Regions from separate parts of the Rattus norvegicus genome. Here region 1 is linked to region 2. The links are chromatin contacts, called in public Hi-C maps. All regions are on one chromosome and are shown on one strand. Each heading gives the region's core, a stretch centred on a gene start, on an enhancer-like site or on the middle of the called end of the contact. The rest is flanking DNA. Distances are from core to core; before and after follow the strand shown. Region 1 overlaps Arhgef5 (Rho guanine nucleotide exchange factor 5). Region 2 has its middle 21 kb from the start of Or6b1.

Region 1 (3,654 bases), core at 425-2,924, 290 kb before region 2:
TGGGAGGGCAGAGACACAAGAATCTCCAGGGCTCCCTGACAAGCTATGCTAGCCTAATTAGCAAGTCCTATCCTCAGTGATAGACCCTGTCTCCAGAAATAAAGTGGAGAACTAAGAAAGCACACACAGGTGCATACAAGAGCAACAGCACAACTGCCAAATATTTAAAACACTTTCAATTTGCTTTTTAATTCCCAAATGGCCAACCCTGTTTCCCTTTTGTTAGTTAATTCTAACATTACTTTATTCCAGAGAGGAAATCTAGTCTTGTGCATCAAATCCACCTTGTCCAAATATTCTCTATGTTCCTCCTCTAAATTTAAAACATACATGCATATACATTGGCACATGCTTGCACACAAGTTCTCTCTAGTATCTGAAGGCCCACTGTGTAAGGATAATAAATTACCTGGAGACCACACCTTGACCCTTGTTTCCAATCTGTTGCCCAACCCAGCTCAGCACCATCACATGCACCTGCTTATTAACCACCCATACATGTGAGTGCCGGCTCTTCCTGCTCTCTCAGAAACAACCTGGCTGCTCATTCTGTCTGTCCAACCTTTCTACCTCACGGCAAATCACCTTCAGCCTATTATGAAAACAGCAAACTCCAAAGACGACTTGCTGAAATCTCAGTGAACATGGAGTTGTTTGCACCTGTAGCTCCTAATTAATTGGCTGTGTGACAGCAAGTCCCTTCCCATCTCCAGCTCTACTAAGTCTGTCTAAGAGCAGGACTGAGACTCTTAAGACACAAAGGTCTTCAGGTGTTTGCAGTACCAAGAGTGAATAATCTCACTCCCATCACCATGTGATCTTAAGAAAACACCCAAGAATGGGCTGGATGGGCCCTATCTTATTTTCCTTTTATCCCAGGACTTACTCCTTTGGTGGCCTACGGTTTCTCTGTGACTCTGATCTACCATAGCTGATGGTCTGTTGATCTTGGCTACCTTCCCTGAACAGTCTAAACTTTCACGTTGGTCTTCAGGAGCCCCTTGGTCTGCAAGCAGATTTAGAATTTCCATATTAGTGCACACACAGACTGGCTTCTACCCCGCAGTTTCCGTTTGCATTGTTCAGGAAGAGTTGCCTCTCTGAAAGACTCAGGTAAAGTGCCAGGAAAATATTTATCTGCTCATTCGTGCTTCATTTGTGGCCAGACTTGGCCCTGCCCTATTGCAAGGTCTGCCCTCAGGTGCCATGACTCATTCACCAAGCAGCAGGGATCAGCAGTCACCTCCACCCTTACCAGCTGGGAAAAACAGCTTAGAGCTCCTTTCTTCCCCAAATTCTTCCTCCAGTACCCACCCAGAGTCAACACTCTGATCACTGGCGGCCATTTCTTTTTGTAACGTTCTGTGGCAATTAGACTGAGCACTCTTACAAGGAAGGAGTAAGGGAAATTTCCACTCGTAACTGTCACTTTAAAAATGGGCAGGTTGCAAAGATGGGTCAAAGGTTATAGAGCATAGAGAATGTTCTATATCAGAGGGAGTTTATTTGATTCCTGGTTCAGTGTGGCCCATCTCTCTAGATCAGTTGCTTGTAACCTTTGGCCTTTCCACACACCTAGTTTCAGAGTGAGAAGATTACACTTAGCTGCTGACTCCCGTCCCTATGGTCATGCAGCGCCTGAGTCATGCTTACAGCTAATGTGGCTTTAGGGGCATTGGTCTGCGGTAGTGATAAAACCAAGTCATCACCATTTAACATATTTACACAGAGGTCTCAAAGCCAAGCCCAAACATGCACACACGCTGTGCTGTGGGGAGGTGGATTACCTAGTAGCTGTCTGTAGAGGGCTACTAGACCAAAACACCGGGCCTTTATAATTTGATCCAGAAAACAATTCGTAATGAGGGAAATAGCACTAAATACGTAATTACATAATTAAATACGTAATATATGAAATACCATTGAAAAAGCACACAGACTATGTGGGTACCTCAAGAGAATCCAAGCTACAATCAAGTTTACTTCTAGGAGATAAAACGTAAGTCATAGGAAGAAAGTCTATTTAGACTAATCTATTTAGACTTTTGAGTAATATTTATCCCAAAGGTTAATGTTAAAAAGGGACCATGGAGTGGAGGTGAGTAGTGGAATGTTGGCCTCCCAATCAATGCTCTGAATTTGAGCCCCAGACCTGAAAGAAAAGGTGGAGGGGGGGGGGGAATCCCCACAGGCTGATGGTATCAGAACTCATCCTAAGGCACTATAAAAATCCTAAACTCGTAGTTAACCTTAACTGAAGGTGGGTGGCGAATATAAACTCTGAATAAGCAACTCACAGGAATTTATAAAAATGACCCAGTTTGGTGTGAACAGCTACATATCGGAACCAATTCAGTACAGATGTACTTGATTACAAGCGCCACGTCCATCTCTGTTCAGATCTGTAAGCAGGCCTGTTGATGATGATATCCCTCGTGCATGACTTAGAAATGCAACCAAAAGCTGAATGCCCTCCACGTTTCAATGCGGTGTTTCTCACCCTGTTATAAGCAGCTGCTGGGTCTTGGAGCCAATGACATCAGCCTGACAAATTCATGAGTATCTGGAGGACGGGACAATCACTGGGTCTGCATATACACCATTTCCCCAAACTCAAATCTATAGAAAATTTAGTTAACTCAACTGAAGAGAGATTACCCATGTCTAGTTTCTCCCCCCTTTTTAAAAACAAATATCTAAGTTTCTCTCTTTTAAATTAAGGACCATCTGATATGCAGAAGCCAAATGTCTTTTGGTTTTCCAGATTAGATAAAAATAATCCAATGCATACACACACACACACACACACACACACACACACACACACACACACATATATAATCTGAAACAACCAGACAATACAACAGCTGCTGGCACATCAATAATAAAGAATTGGGTTATTTTTACCTCTAAAGAAATACTAAAGAACTTGCCTGGAAATTGCAAGGTTGTATGTAACTCTCTACTTTAATGTTATTTACACAAATAGTTTGGAATGTATTTACCACAGGGACTAATATGAATTTCATTAAATTACATATTAATATACATATACAAAATATGTCACAATATTAAAGTCAGTTGTGAACATATCAACTGGGCTTCCCTAAAACTATCCCTAGTGTAGATTTAGTCCTCATTCTGCCTCAAATAAAATATTTGTATATTTTAAAAAAGGCAAGCAAGCTTACTTGAATTTTAGAATGGGTTAAAAAAGCAGTGTGTTGTCAAGAGTTAGTATTAACATACACTTTTAACAAACTGTTAATAATTTGTTAATGAACACATTTTATTTACATTATGTTATTAACACATTTTGCTTCATTCTTACCCTTGTGCAAAGCCGCAATGCAGCTCTGCCCTGGAGTCCTCTTAATCATAAACTATAATAGAATGACCAAGGAAGGACTATAGGGATCCTGCTTAAAAGATGGGACAAAGGATGCCATGCGCTGTCAGGTGAGATGCTAGACAGGAAAAACAATGGTGGTGACATTCTTCAACCAACAAAGGCAATGTTAAAGGAGACAGAGAATGATTGTCTGCTTGGCTTGGACTTTGCAGTGTATTGATCGGGTGCTGTTTAGGGATATGGACTGACTGACTCGTGGCAGCATGGTAACTGGATGCTAGGACTCTTTCCACTGACTTTTA
Region 2 (4,107 bases), core at 83-2,582:
TGACAGGAAAGAGGAAAACGGAGATCCAAACATGAACATGACTACTAGATAAAAATCTCACTTCTCCAAATTATTAAAAGGAACACAAATATAAAATGACAACAACATAGTTTTGATATTTTTTTTGTACCCATAAATGAAATAGTTTAAGAACTCCATTTCTCTCCTGTGATCTTTAGGTTTTCAGTACACAAGTCTCCCTCATACTTAATTATGTGTGTTCCTAAGTATAACGAGTTTTCTGTGCAGCTTTGTATCACCTTTGAACAGAAACACCTTCTCTACTCCTCTCCAGTGTATATTCCCTTTTCTTTTTACTGCTCCCATAGCCATCAATGCATGTTACGAAGGAGTGAGTTTCACGCCTATACTTCCCCACATGCATCTATTGCTTGTTGAGCCTTCTTTCCTACTCTTTTCTTCTCTGTTCTTCCTAGCAACTTCCTTCTATTTCCCCAGTAGTCCCCCTTCTACTTCCTTTTGGGTTTGCTTGTTTTTGTATATTAGAGAAAACATGTGAATATCAGTCTTATTGTGTCTGAAGAATCACACATCATGATCTATAGTTCCTATGATTTAACTGCAAATGATAGAATTTCATTTTTCTTTGTGGTTGAATAATAGTTGAGTGTGTGTGTGTGTGTGTGTGTGTGTGTGTGTGTGTGTGTGTGTGTGTGTGTGACTATGACATTGTTTTCTTTCTCTCCTGACCTTTTGATGGGGACTTAAGCTGCCTCCAGGTCTTGGGTATTTCAAGTAGTACTGTGATAAATGTGTGTACATGTGTCTTCCTTATATGAAGTTATGTAAGCAGGTGTATGCGAAAGAGGGCTATAGCTGAGTCTCAGGATTGTTATAATTTCAGTCTTTTGCTGAATTTCCAAAAATGACCTCCATAAACTATTTAACATCCCCAAGAACAGTGTATAAGAATTCCTGCTACCTCTTGTGTTCCTAATAACTTTTGTTATTTTGTTGTTGTCTGCATAGCAGCCATCTGCCATGGGAAAAACGAATGCTTAAAGTAATTTTCATTTACATTTTGCACAAATATTTTTTCAAAAAGCTATAAGATCAGCCTAAGGCCAGATAAGAGGAACTCAAACATCAGGACTTTTCAGTCATGATAATAAATGTCAGCAAGCTACTTGTTAAAGAATTTACAGATTTTCTTATTTTTAAAAAGCCTAGCTTTACTCTCTGTATAGGACAGATGTAAACCAAGGAGATTAGTCAGGATTAAAAAGAGAAGTCTGGACAGTCGAGAGTCTGGCAAGCAGCAGCCAAATATGGGCCATAAACTTCCTATCAGACAAGGTCTAATCCAGACCCAAAGCACAGTTGGCATATAAGGATATGAGTAGGAACAGAACAATGCAGTGACAGTGACAGACAGTCCACAGCTAAAATACACCATAAACAGGAAACAAAGCAGGAGCAGTTTCCATAAGGAGGAACCACACATGGGTAAAATGGCACCTAAGTGGTTGGAGACAGTCATTGAATTTTCTCACCCATATGAGATCATGGAGAAAGTGAATACGTGGAAGATCAGATGGTGGGTCAGACACTGGCATCTGGTGAATGTTCCAGAGAATCTGAATCCAAAGGACAACAAACCTTCTTGGCAAATGCCACGAGAGCTTTCAAGCAAAGCCAAGAAAAGGGCAGAAATTAAACCGTTCATATCACTGGTTGCAAAAATAGAAAATAAAACAGGTATATTTTTTTCTCAGAAAAGTTTAAAAAACAAGTGTCAATGATTTAAAGAACTAAAATTTTGAAGTATTTTAAAATTTCAAACTTAACAAACTATATAAATATGTGGGGAAATGTCTAAATGCTACTTAGAGAGGTCTAGCGCAAGCCTGCCATGGTCTTGAATAGGACTATGAACATTTTAAACATACCAACTTTCCTGTGAGCTGTTCAATAAACAGCATGCAACCCCACTGTAGGCAGCAGCAAGATTCACTCATTTTTAACTTGCACAGGATGTTGCTAAAAGCTTACTAGAAAGTACAAAGCATGAACAATGTAAAAACTCTACTGTCTGGCTTTCTTATCACTTCAGATGCCATAGAACAATTGTGATTTAAAGACTTAAACACCAAGTTACTGTTGTGTGGCTGGAGAGATACATGATAAACTAATCAAAAGACTTTAGATAACTAAATGAATATCTACTGGCATTTGTATGGTGCAGTTAGAGGCTCAAATTAGTGAGTCAGTGAGACCACAATGGGTTACAGATAAATGTAACAAAGTTGCTAGCCATGCTGAGAGTAATTAGACTTAGGCCTCTCACTTTACATTGTTACCTATCTCTGAGTCTAGGTCAGTTCTGGAGGCATGCAGAAGCAAGGGGAGGGGTGTTACCTACTTTCTTTCATGGGAAGATCATGCCAGTCCATAAATATTTAAAATCAATGAGTTGTAAAGATCTCTTTAATGTGTCCAGGCTTCTGGTGCTGGAGTTCCTTGTTATGAAAGGATGGTATTTGAGAAACGTCCATCTAGGATGTAGACTAACCAAGAGAAAGTAAATGTGACTCAATAATACCGAAGGAAAGTAAAACCTGACCCTTCTTTGTATGTTGACCTCATATTCATTTGCACTCTTAAGATCATGTAGAATGGCTGAGCATAGGGACATATGCTATTAATCTCAGCAATGGGGAGGCAGAGCTAAAAGCCAGAGAATCTCTGTGAGTTAAGGTTTATTTTGGGCTATGCAGTGAGTTTCAGGCCAAGCAGGGCTACATAGCAAGGTCACATCATTAAGAAAATCACAAATACTGTTAAGTAATAGGAGCTACTTAGTAATGGTCATTTTCACCTCCACACTGCACTGTAATGACCCAGTTCACCTGTGTCAGTGCCTTGTCATCTACAGATATTTTATAAGTCATCTAATACAGTTTTCTGAAACACACTGTGTTCAGATCTCTTCAAGTGATTTGAACTATTATACATTTTAAATGCATGTATATGCGCCCAGTGGAAATATTTTTTACCAAGTGGGAAGCACCTATTGACACAGCTGATGATAATTTGTTCTTCCTTCCTTTTGATTTATATTTACAACTCCCAAGCTTGTCTGTGATTCTGTAAGTTGGAGGGACTAGTCTGAAGCATGTGCCTCTGGTTTCCTGTGTGGTACTAACTGAGCGCAGTGTTTTGCTTTTGGAGATTTAAAGCCTTCCTCTGAAGTTGACTGACATCTTACTTGTGGCTTAACACTGCTTTCCGATTTTGTCTTGTCTTCTGCTCTCTGTTCCTTAGCCCATCCCTCCCTTCACAGTCAGTATTCTTTCCTAGATTTTCTAGTCATTTAAAACTTTCAATATCCAATCAAATCCTGCATCTCCTTGAAAAACAAAACAAAATAAGAACTCCAAATCATGCTTTTTTACTATTCTGTTATCCTAAATCTCCTTTATAATTTATTAAGCTATTTTATTCACTGAGTAATTATTATTTTCCCATCATATTTTATTTCATTTCCATGCCCTATTATGGTAGGCTACATGAGATGAGAAATCATGTCTTACAATACTGTGCATCCAAACTGAGAATGCACTTCTCGTGAAAGGCTTTCAGCCTAATATAGACCAAAATAAATAGAGAATGTTGGACCAGGTGAGGAGCTCAAGTTCACACTTTTGTATAAATTTCTCCTTAGATGAGCACTATCTATATTGACCACTAGATGGAGCCAACACCAAATAAACATTCTCTGGAAGTGTTTCTAACCTATTTTATTTTTTACTGAGATTTTTTTTCCACACAATACATTCTAATTATGATTTCTCATCCTCAAACACCTCGATGATCCTCCTTCTTCCCAACTCACCCAAATCCACCCTCTCTCTTGCTCTTACTGGAATACAAACAGGCATCTAAAAAATAAAGTAAAATAAGATAAAACAAAACCAAAGCAGAATGTGATATAACAAACAAACAGATGAAAAATCTCAAAAAAAAAAAACACATCCAGACTCTGTCACAGCCATGTTTGTATACACAGAAATGCCATATGAACCCCAAACTGGCAACTTTAATACATATGTAAACAACCTGTAAGGTAACCTATCTTTAAATGAG

The links. A called contact is a pair of places that touch in the nucleus more often than the background predicts.
Region 1: a contact with region 2 is called in a Hi-C map of the A7r5 cell line, with 3 times the contacts expected there. The contact joins two enhancer-like sites. A contact is called at or near these places in 3 of 12 Hi-C or Micro-C datasets (the A7r5 cell line, Schwann cells and frontal cortex).

The regions. Positions count from the first base shown.
Region 1 is chr4:73,111,606-73,115,259 of GRCr8, reverse strand. Arhgef5 (Rho guanine nucleotide exchange factor 5) reads right to left here. Exons shown (of 15, transcript NM_001427415.1): 15 at 2,949-3,654. Among named protein-coding and RNA genes, the nearest start is that of Nobox, 21 kb to the left of the region's middle. Within about 2 kb of position 1,674, at least 8 of the 93 cell types and tissues checked have an H3K27ac peak or open chromatin away from gene starts, as enhancers often do. A contact at or near this core is called in the A7r5 cell line, where this site is marked.
Region 2 is chr4:72,818,731-72,822,837 of GRCr8, reverse strand. No RefSeq gene overlaps it. Among named protein-coding and RNA genes, the nearest start is that of Or6b1, 21 kb to the right of the region's middle. Within about 2 kb of position 1,332, at least 1 of the 93 cell types and tissues checked has an H3K27ac peak or open chromatin away from gene starts, as enhancers often do. A contact at or near this core is called in the A7r5 cell line, where this site is marked.